Linked DNA regions of Mus musculus: all the other regions are linked to region 3. A link is a contact called in public promoter capture Hi-C data. All regions are on one chromosome and are shown on one strand. The core of a region is the stretch at or near the end of the contact, and the rest is flanking DNA. Distances in the headings are between cores, read along the strand shown. Region 1 holds the start of Abraxas1 (BRCA1 A complex subunit). Region 2 holds the start of Gpat3 (glycerol-3-phosphate acyltransferase 3). Region 3 holds the start of Hpse (heparanase).

Region 1 (3,111 bases), core at 322-2,821, 100 kb after region 3:
GTGCATTTAAAGATCAAGTGAACTCTTCTATTCATTAAAATTGGTTTATAATGCCCTGCCTCCATTTCATCAAAATAATCGAACGACCAACCAAACAAACATAGGAATGTCCCAGTCTTTTAACAGAATCAAGTGGGTAAAAATCTGCAATTGCAAATGTTCTTGATTTTGATACTCCCAATGTTAAAAACTAGGAAAAGTACCAGTCAATTCTAAGTACAATTATTCAGAAACCAACTCTAAAAACTTTAGTTGAGCTGGAGGGACGATTCAGTCATTAAGAGCAGTGGCTGCTCTTGCAAAAGAACAGGATTTAGTTCTCAGCGCCCACATCTTTATCTCCCATTAAGTTCCAGGGGATGTTATGCCCTCTTCTGGTCTACTTGGGCACTGCCCATGTGTGATCCACAGATGCTCAGTAAATGACTCTTCAAACAAACAAACAAAAGTTAAAATATCTGAGAAACTAGGGTCAAACACCAAGATGTAGTGTACAAGGGCTAATCCTATAAACTACAGACTTAGGGCAGTTTACTTATGTTCACGCTAAACATCTTCTAAAATAAGTCCCACAGATACACACACACACGTGTTTGTGTTTAGTATGAAGTTTGTGTATCATCCTCCCGTAGAGCCATGCTAATGTATCATCCCATTATGTGCTGCCCGGTGAGTACCTCGCGCATTCAAAGATGTCATTTGTTTCCCCCTGGTATTTTGATGTACTGCACATCAAAATCATTGTACACTCCTATCACTGGGACTGTGCTGAGAAGCAATTTAGGCAACGCAGATCTGACACTTAAAGCGAAGGACTCAACAGTTCAAATACCTTACTCCACACTGTTCAGTATGGTGCTCTCTGCACTGTATTCGTGCAGACCCCAAACTCATTTTAGATGTTTCTAGTTTCTTTCTTTATGTTACTAAGAACTTAATACAAGATGCTACTGCCAGACCTCAAAGTTTTACGGTAAGTTTTTAATCTACCAAAAAAAAAAAAAAAAGCCTTAAAATTTGTTTTCAATGTCACTCACGGGCTTCGAAAGGAGGCAAAGGCTTAAAAATGCATTTACACATCTGATCCTGGACAAGGTGCGTTTGTAACGGAAAGTAGCACAGAAATAGCCGGATCTTACAGCCTCATGCCAGGGTAGCCCTACAACTAGCCAGCCCCTTGCGGCTGGGTGCGGGGTCTGGCTCGCCCCTGCTCGTCCTCCCGAGCCTCGCGACGCTCACGCGCTGCGAGTAGGACCCGGCGCCGGGATCCTTCGCACAGCAGGGTAGCGAGGCAGGTAAGCTGCCCGACTTTCGTCGCCGAGCCGGAGGCCCCGGGGAACTTTCCTCCAAGCCCAAGGGCGAGCAGAGAAAAAGGGCCCGGATGAGAGCCCGGGAGGGCGCCCTGCTCCGCGAACCCACGGAGCGAGCGGGGACTGCGGGCGGGGTCGGCAGCCGCGCCCGGCTCACCGTGTCTGAGTCTGTGTTGAGATGATGGAAAGTGAGCGCGCCGAGCACGAAGCCAGACAGCACCCCCAACGTGCTCTCGCCCTCCATACTGCCGCCTCGGTCGCTGCCGCCACAGCCACTATCGCGGAGCATGACGGGAGGCTGGAGCGTAGGGGCGGGGCTTGAGCCTGCGCACCGGGAGACGCGGGTTGTAGGGAGCGCGGTGTCCTCTAGCCGGGTAGGGTGCTTCTTTCATCAGCTTGGCTGAGACACCTGCAGCATGCATGGAAAACACTGTTTATGCATAGTTTAAGGCTACTAATGGTTGTAAAAATAAGAATCGCTTAGCAATATTTTAATACCACGGATATGTCTTTTTGGGGTTTCCACTGCCCTTCATCTATTGGAACTTATGGAAGATCAATAACCAGTGGTGGGTGGGAATTATCTTCTCTAGAGTATTCCCGCTGTGTTGCGTTATTCTGTCTGTGTGTATTTGATTCTTTGGTTTGTTTGCTTGCAATTATAAAGTTATGAACTGAGTCTAGTTTAAAGACTATGTATGTTTATAACATTGTGAAAGTTCAATGATAAGCACGAACATATTGTGTTGGATCATTTGATATGACTAAAGTAAGTGAGAAGGTGAGGGATTGACATGTATTTCACACGTGTCATACACAATTTAAAAAGCCGATGGTTTTTAAATAATTGAAACTTGGCAAAGTGGCATGCTCCTGAATTGCATTAGTATTGCATGTCTCAGTTTTGTTGTGCAATAGCCAGGATTAGCTTGTCAGTGGCAACATGGAAGAAGTCACAGCTCCACTCTGTGGTCACTAATAGCTTGTGGAGTTCTCCTCCCCCTAGGAAAGGAGAATTTATAGAATACATATGTATAGTGCCGGGCGGTGGTGGCCCACGCCTTTAATCCCAGCACTCGGGAGGCAGAGGCAGGCGGATTTCTGAGTTCAAGGCCAGCCTGGTCTACAGTGAGTTCCAGGACAGCCAGGGCTACACAGAGAAACCCTGTCTCAAAAAACCAAAAAAAAAAAAAAAAAAAAGAAAAAAAAGAAAAACATATGTATAATACATATGTATTATAGAATGTGTATGTATTAATATATATTCCGTGGTACTATCATATGTATCACATATATAATTATACATAATACATGTAAAGGCCCATGGTATTTAGTTTTCATTACATGAGCTAGCCACCAGAGTTCAAGGCTGGTTGTGACAGGAGAATAAAGACAACAGTCCTAGATGACAAAGATCCTACCCAGCACGTACATTTCCCACCCTTTGACCTCGGCACCTCCCCCCCCCTTGTGAAGGAGTTCTCATGTACCCGAGTTCCCTAATATGCAAGTTTGAGGGGAGAAATAGTTTCCCACATCTCAGAATACAAAGTCTTGAATAAACCCGATTTCCTTCCACCAACTCTCATTCTCTGAATATTAGCTTTTAAGTATGGAGCAGATGACCTTGGGTGTGGTGACATTTCTGCTGAATATTAATTGCTTTTCTGTTGCTGTGATAAACCACCATGACCAAGGAACCTTACGGAAGGGACGGTTTATTTGGGCTTACACATCCAGAGGGATAGGAGCCCATCACCGTCACAGCAGGGAGCCTGGCAAGCAGCAGGCAGGCATGGTA
Region 2 (2,996 bases), core at 189-2,688, 130 kb after region 3:
GGTTACAGGTTTTCCACATAATGCCTGGTAGATGCTTTTCAAAAAATAATTTTTGTTACGTTTTATTTATTTTGTGTGTGTGGGGAGGCATGCCACCGAGCACAGGTGGGCAGGAGATAAATTGGTTCTCCCCTTATACGGGGGGGGGGGGGGGGGGTAGTGGTGGTGTCCAAAGATTGACGGGTCATCCTAGCTGACTGGCATCAGGCAACTTTGTTGATGAGCCACCTCAATGACCCCAGAAGCTGTTTTGAGAGTAAGCTCCGTTTCCTTCATAACTTCATTGTCCTCCCCTTCCCCCTTCTTAGTGGGAAAAGTGTCTTACACCTACCTGGCAGGAGGCTCAGAGAACAAACTTGTACAGTCTTTAAGGCCGGCTTCCTTCTTCCTCCACCCCTTCTGGAGGTGAGGGCAGCTTTCTCTGCAATATTTGCTGTAAATACTTTCAGTTCATTTTGCTAGCTCTCTCACTTTTTCCAGCTCCCAAACTGACTCCCGACTGTCAACAGTAAGAGTTTGGTCCTTCTAAGAATTGAGGGCCGACTCGGTGATGGTTTGGATCCTAGTCAGTCGCTTTGCAAACTGCTGCTCTCAATATCTTTTCTCACGCTTATTGTTAAAACTGGTTGTCCTGCAGTGGAATACGCGTGCAGGATTTTCCCTTCTTCGTTCTAGTAAGGCCGTTCATCACAGCGGCGTGGGACGTGGACCCCTGAGAAACTCTTAGCCAGTTAGGTGAAGGTTAGTATTTGCGCAGCGTTTTCTGCAGTCGGTGTAGGCGGATGCTAGGGAAGCTTAGACTGGAATCTCCTCCAGGGAGGGGAGTGACAAACAGCCTCTAGGGTGTCCTGTCCTCCCCTCCCCCTCGCCCGCTCACCGGTCCGCCTGCCCTTTTAAAGCAAGGTCTATAAAGGATCTACCTATTTAGTCTTAAGCTGACTGTTGGAACTCAAAACAGCCCAGACCCATCTCCTCGGAATTCTCCAGTCGCAGATTCCCGAGCGTAAGTGCTGGAATTCCAGTCTTCTGCGACACAACCGCTTGGAATTTCTGGGTCTATTTTGTGGCTAGAGAGGTGGTGGCAGAGTGGCTAAGGCGACTTGTGGAGAGAGAGAAAGCGGGCGAGCTTTCTTTCCCTGACTGCAGCTAGGAAGGAGGTAAGAGAGAGCCACGAGCCACGGTGCGCGACTGCCTCACCCTTGTTCAGTAGTTTCCTCCTCCCGAAAGCCCTTCCCAGGAGGTCGTGTTGCAGGCTCACAAACAAGATCTTCCGCAGCGATCGGGGACGTCAGCGGTCCGTTCTGTGGGTGAAGATGGAAAGTCTGCTACCGAAAGAACCTTTGCTGGGAGTGCGGGGGGGCGGGGCGGAGGGCGGCGGCTCTCTAGGCAGCAGCGCCCGGGAGACGCGGTCATGCCCCGGAGCTCCCTGTTGGGTGGCGATGGGGGTGGGGCAAGGGTAGAGTGTAGAAAAAGGGAGCCCGGCGCCCGAAAGCCACTGGCTACCCGCATAGCCCGCAGCCCACGCCGAGGTGCAGGGAACCTGCGGGGATCCTCGCTGCCGGAGGGCCTCGGTGAGTCACCGCGGGGTTGTCGCAATCGTTACCCGGAGGAAATCAGGCCCGGGGTGGGGCGCGTTCCTGGCTGCCTCCATGCACTCTGACTGCACTAGGGTGTCCCGTAGGTCACCCAGCTGGGTCTTCTCGCCAGAGACACTCAGGTCTGAGCCGGCTGCCGTGGCTACAGCTTGGCCTGGGCCTCCAGTAGAGAGTGAGCTTGCGGGGCCAACCGGGACCCAAGGGGAGGAAGCAAGGAGATCGCAGTAGTTCTGAGAGTTCTCGCCTTCCCTTTCCTCTTCGCTCCGCAGAGCTGAAGGGAACGAGGCGGGCGGCAAAGACTCCTCAGAGCCCGGCTCCGGGCTGGACGCTGTGTTTTCCGAACTGCGGCTGGACTGCCTGGGACTCTGACACCTACCGCTCTCGGCTTTCCTGGGGACCTCTTCCTGAGGGCGTGCTGAGACATGGAGGGCGCAGACCTGGCGGTGAAGCTCCTGTCCACCTGGCTGACGCTGGTGGGCGGCCTCATCCTTTTACCCTCGGCCTTCGGATTATCCCTGGGTATCTCGGAGATCTACATGAAGATCCTGGTGAAAACCTTGGAGGTGAGTGCAGGAAAGGATGTGGAGCTCCCGCTGCTCTGAGGACTTCGGATCTTGGAGTGGCAGGGGTTGAGCTTTGAACTGTGAAAGCAATTTGGGCAAGGGGGTCAGTCAGTGGTGGGAGGTCGGGGTGGAGATGGAACGGGGACCCGAGAGAATATTTCAGTTTCTGGTCTGCTGTAGTGAGAAAGACAGCCTGATACCAGTCAAGAACAGTAGCCCACCTCACAAGAATCCCTCTATCTGTATTTCTTCTTCACTACTATTTTTTTTTTTTTTTTTTTTTTTTTCTTACTAGATTAACCCCAGGACAGCCGTTTGCTGTATCAGCAGGTTTATTACCCACTATGCCTCTCGGGCTGTCACTTCACTCTTGAGTTTTTACAGCCCCAGGTTTCAGAGGTCCTTTTGTGACTACAGAGGCATCCTGTTCCACTTGGTGCCCAATATAAGACACCAAATGGCTGGGTGGCAGAGAAGAATCTGATTTTTTTTTTTTTTTTTTTTTTTTTTTTTTTTTTTTTTGGTTTTTCTGGACAGGGTTTCTCTGTGTAGCCCTGGTTGTCCTGGAACTCACTCTGTAGACCAGGCTGGTCTCGAACTCAGAAATCTGCCTGCCTCTCTGCCTCCCGAGCCTCCCGAGTGCCCGGCTGAAGAATCAGATTTTATTTTAATGTAGTCACGGGGATTTTTATCTAATCAGGTGCACTGGAATACTATCCCAAAGGTTTCTGGTCCTGGGTTTGTTTGCAGATTTCAAGGACAAAGGTGTTAGATCCAACTGAGTGGAGGGACAGGAGGGACGACATCAGCATAAGCTTATACACTCTTTTTTAGTAAA
Region 3 (2,849 bases), core at 244-2,743:
GCCAGATAGTGTGGGCTTGGACATGCGATCGAAGTCTAGGCCTTTGACAATGGTGACAGAATGGGCTGGTGAAGATGTAGTCAGCTGAGTGTGGTGGCCCTCAAGAGGCAGGGAGATCAAAAGTTCAAGGTCAGCCTTCAATAGTGGTTACACAATGTCAAAAACAACAAAGGACGTGGTCATCTCTGGAGGCTCCCAAGTTTAGAAGGCCTATGACTGTGCCTGAGCCTTTCATCTTGGGGACAGTCTGCACTCACGGAACAGGGGCCAGAGATGTGGTTCCTGCAGTTGATGAGGCAGCCTCCGCTCTGCACCCTCATCTTGGAGAATCGTGCCTCTATGGTGTTTTTATTAGCATATATTAATTATACATAATAATGGGGTTTCGTCACGACATCTTCAAATGTGTATAAAGTGTATTTTTGGTCATATTCTCTCCTGTCTGTCCCACTGACCTCTATCATTTTCCCAGTCAGTCAGTCAGTCAGTCTCCGGCTCCTTTCTCCATCTCTCTCTCTCCTCCCTCCACTCCTATTCAGTCCAGTCTACCCTCAAACTTGCTACGTTGCTAAAGATCGCCGTTAACTCCTGATCCTCCTACACCTACTTCCCAAGTGCCAGTCTGCAAGTGTGTGCCCATGCCAGGGATTACACAGCTCTGGGGATGGATGCAGGTCTTCTTGCATGCGAGGTACACAGTCCATTAACTGTATCACACCCAGCCCAGTAATGTTTAAATGCTTAAAAGGCAGCAAGATGAATAATGGTTCTTCTCCATAGAGGCTTTTCCTATCTTTTCTTTCTTCCTCTTTTAAATCAAAACTTCCTAACAGAGTTTAAGGGACACCAGCTTACTGGTCTTACACTGAAGCAAAATTCAAAGGCTCCAGACAAAGTGCTAAGGTTTATGACAGCTTCGTTTGTTTTGTTTTTGTTTTCCTCCAAATTTCCACTTCATACCTGGACCTGGCTGGTGCCCAGGCAACAAGCGCTGAGTAAATGAATCAGGAAAAGTCTTTTGAGGGGTGAGTGCACACAGGAGGGAGGCTCCAGAGAGCAAACACAAAGTTGTTTGAGCGAAGAGAGTGGCTGGCCCTCGCGAGTGTGATTGGACAGGCGAGGGGGAGCCGAGGACAGACGAAGGGACAGAACCTAGGGGCTGCACTTACCCCAGGAAGGTGAGGAAGCGCGGGTCGGTGGCCAGGCTGGCGTCGATGGTGATGGACAGGAACGAGGGACTCACGCTTCGGAGCGGCCGCTTGGTGTAAAACTCCAAGTCTACCACGTCGTCGGTCGGCGCGGTCCCCGCGGGGGCGCCCTGGGCCAGGGCACCGAGCGGCCCCCAGAGCCACAGCAGCAGCAGCCTCAGCATCCCACCTGGCTGGACCGCCCGCTGCCGGGAGAGCTGGGGCAGCCGGCGCGCTGGCTCAAGCCCCCTGCAACCGGTCCTGCTTCGCCTCTGGCGCCAGGACTCAGTACCCTCCCACAGCGCTCCATCCCTCCCACCCCTCCCGGGAGTCCCTCCCTAGCGCCCTCCCCTCCCCGCCCTCCCCTCCTCGCTCTCTTTCATTTCCGTGCTGGCTTTCCCCTCCGCCGCGGTCACGTCCACTTTTGAAATCATCCACACCCATCCAAAGGGTGCGGAGGTGGCCAGAATCCAAGATCCTCGGAGGCCTGGGGAGGGAGCGCCCGGGAGCCGCGCAGGGGTGGGACCAGCTTCCTGGTGTCCTGCGCACTCTGTCACCTTTTCTAGGTCCCATCCATTTGGCGCCAGGACTAGACCCTGAGTTAAAAGCCCCGGTTGAGGGTTCAGCCAGACCCTACCCCGACTCCCTTCTGCCTTAAGACACTGGTCACTTGAGCCTGCCCAAATCTGACCGAGCTAGGATGTCCTCTGCCCAGGATCTCAGGTATCTCTTTGTCGCTTGAAAAACCTGATCCGAGCATTGGCTAAAATGCAACTAGAAATCGGTCCTTGCACGGGGGTGGTGGTGATGGTGGTGGGGACCCTGTTTTTAAAGCAGTATTATGAAAACAGTATTTGGGAGAGCCTGCCTAAGAGTTGCTCTGAGGCTTGGCCAACCGCTAAAACCCAGCAAGAAGCCCCCAAGCAACTACCCTTGGAATCCTGAGCAACCCCTCCCCCAAACCCATCTTTTGCGGTTGCTGCAACTTTTGTTTTCCCTTGACATTTTACACTGGTATATAATGATAGCAAACAAGTGCTGAAGCTTGTGTGTGTGTGTGTGTGTGTGTGTGTGTGTGTGTTACCATGAAAGAAGCTTGAACCATGCTACACACACACACACACACACACACACACACACTCACACACACCAATCTGCCCAAGCATCAGCGCTAGCTGAACTCAGGTGTACAAGGCCAAGCAGATGGCAGCCTGTCTCTGCTGCTTTGCAGTCCCCTTGAGGAAGCTTTCCTGAGCTTCCAGGCAGCTGAGGCTCCCCAGTGTGAGGTCTCACCACACATTTCACATAGCACACACAGCAAGCATCCTCCCAGTATCCTCCATGTTAGAACTGTCTACACTTGTGATGTTGCTCATTGCTTGCTCACCTTATCTCTGGGCTTAAAAAGTCCTCCGAAGCAGAGATGGGGCCTGTGGGATACCCATGGCAGAGATGGGGCCTGTGGGATACCCATGGCATGCTCATACGTGGTACTGTGCTTGGTCTTTAGTAGGTAATCCATTCATATTTACTGAGTAAGCCAATGACACTTACATTTTTCCGTTTAGATTGCACCAACAGCAAAGCAATAAATAATAACGAATTTTTAATGAAATGTATATCTAATCTGCACCCATCTGTCTGTCTGGGTGATTTAAAAAT

Evidence for each region. Promoter capture Hi-C pulls out the DNA fragments that hold promoters and counts their contacts.
Region 1: a promoter capture Hi-C map of macrophages shows a contact between it and region 3, with 6 read pairs. The contact joins the promoter of Abraxas1 here to the promoter of Hpse in region 3. A contact is called at or near these places in 2 of 39 promoter capture datasets (the C10 cell line and macrophages), 2 of 484 Hi-C or Micro-C datasets (embryonic stem cells and nephron progenitors), 6 of 115 datasets of contacts at active chromatin or transcription factors (the 230-238 cell line, bone marrow-derived macrophages, effector CD8 T cells and 2 more) and 3 of 9 other capture datasets (adipose tissue, liver and macrophages).
Region 2: a promoter capture Hi-C map of embryonic stem cells shows a contact between it and region 3. The contact joins the promoter of Gpat3 here to the promoter of Hpse in region 3. A contact is called at or near these places in 3 of 39 promoter capture datasets (the C10 cell line, embryonic stem cells and pre-B cells), 4 of 484 Hi-C or Micro-C datasets (embryonic stem cells and nephron progenitors), 5 of 115 datasets of contacts at active chromatin or transcription factors (bone marrow-derived macrophages, effector CD8 T cells, embryonic stem cells and 2 more) and 3 of 9 other capture datasets (adipose tissue, liver and pancreatic islet).

What each region holds. Positions count from the first base shown.
Region 1 is chr5:100,819,364-100,822,474 of GRCm38.p6, forward strand. Abraxas1 (BRCA1 A complex subunit) reads right to left here and starts at 1,572. Exons shown (of 9, transcript NM_172405.3): 1 at 1,468-1,572. The coding sequence starts at 1,554.
Region 2 is chr5:100,844,791-100,847,786 of GRCm38.p6, forward strand. Gpat3 (glycerol-3-phosphate acyltransferase 3) reads left to right here and starts at 1,439. Exons shown (of 13, transcript NM_172715.3): 1 at 1,439-1,571; 2 at 1,865-2,158. The coding sequence starts at 2,018. It overlaps Gm46917 (a long non-coding RNA gene), which reads left to right and starts at 2,769. Exons shown (of 2, transcript XR_001784903.1): 1 at 2,769-2,996. It also overlaps a transcript of Abraxas1 not described here.
Region 3 is chr5:100,718,223-100,721,071 of GRCm38.p6, forward strand. It overlaps Hpse (heparanase), which reads right to left and starts at 1,494. Exons shown (of 12, transcript NM_152803.5): 1 at 1,170-1,494. The coding sequence starts at 1,372.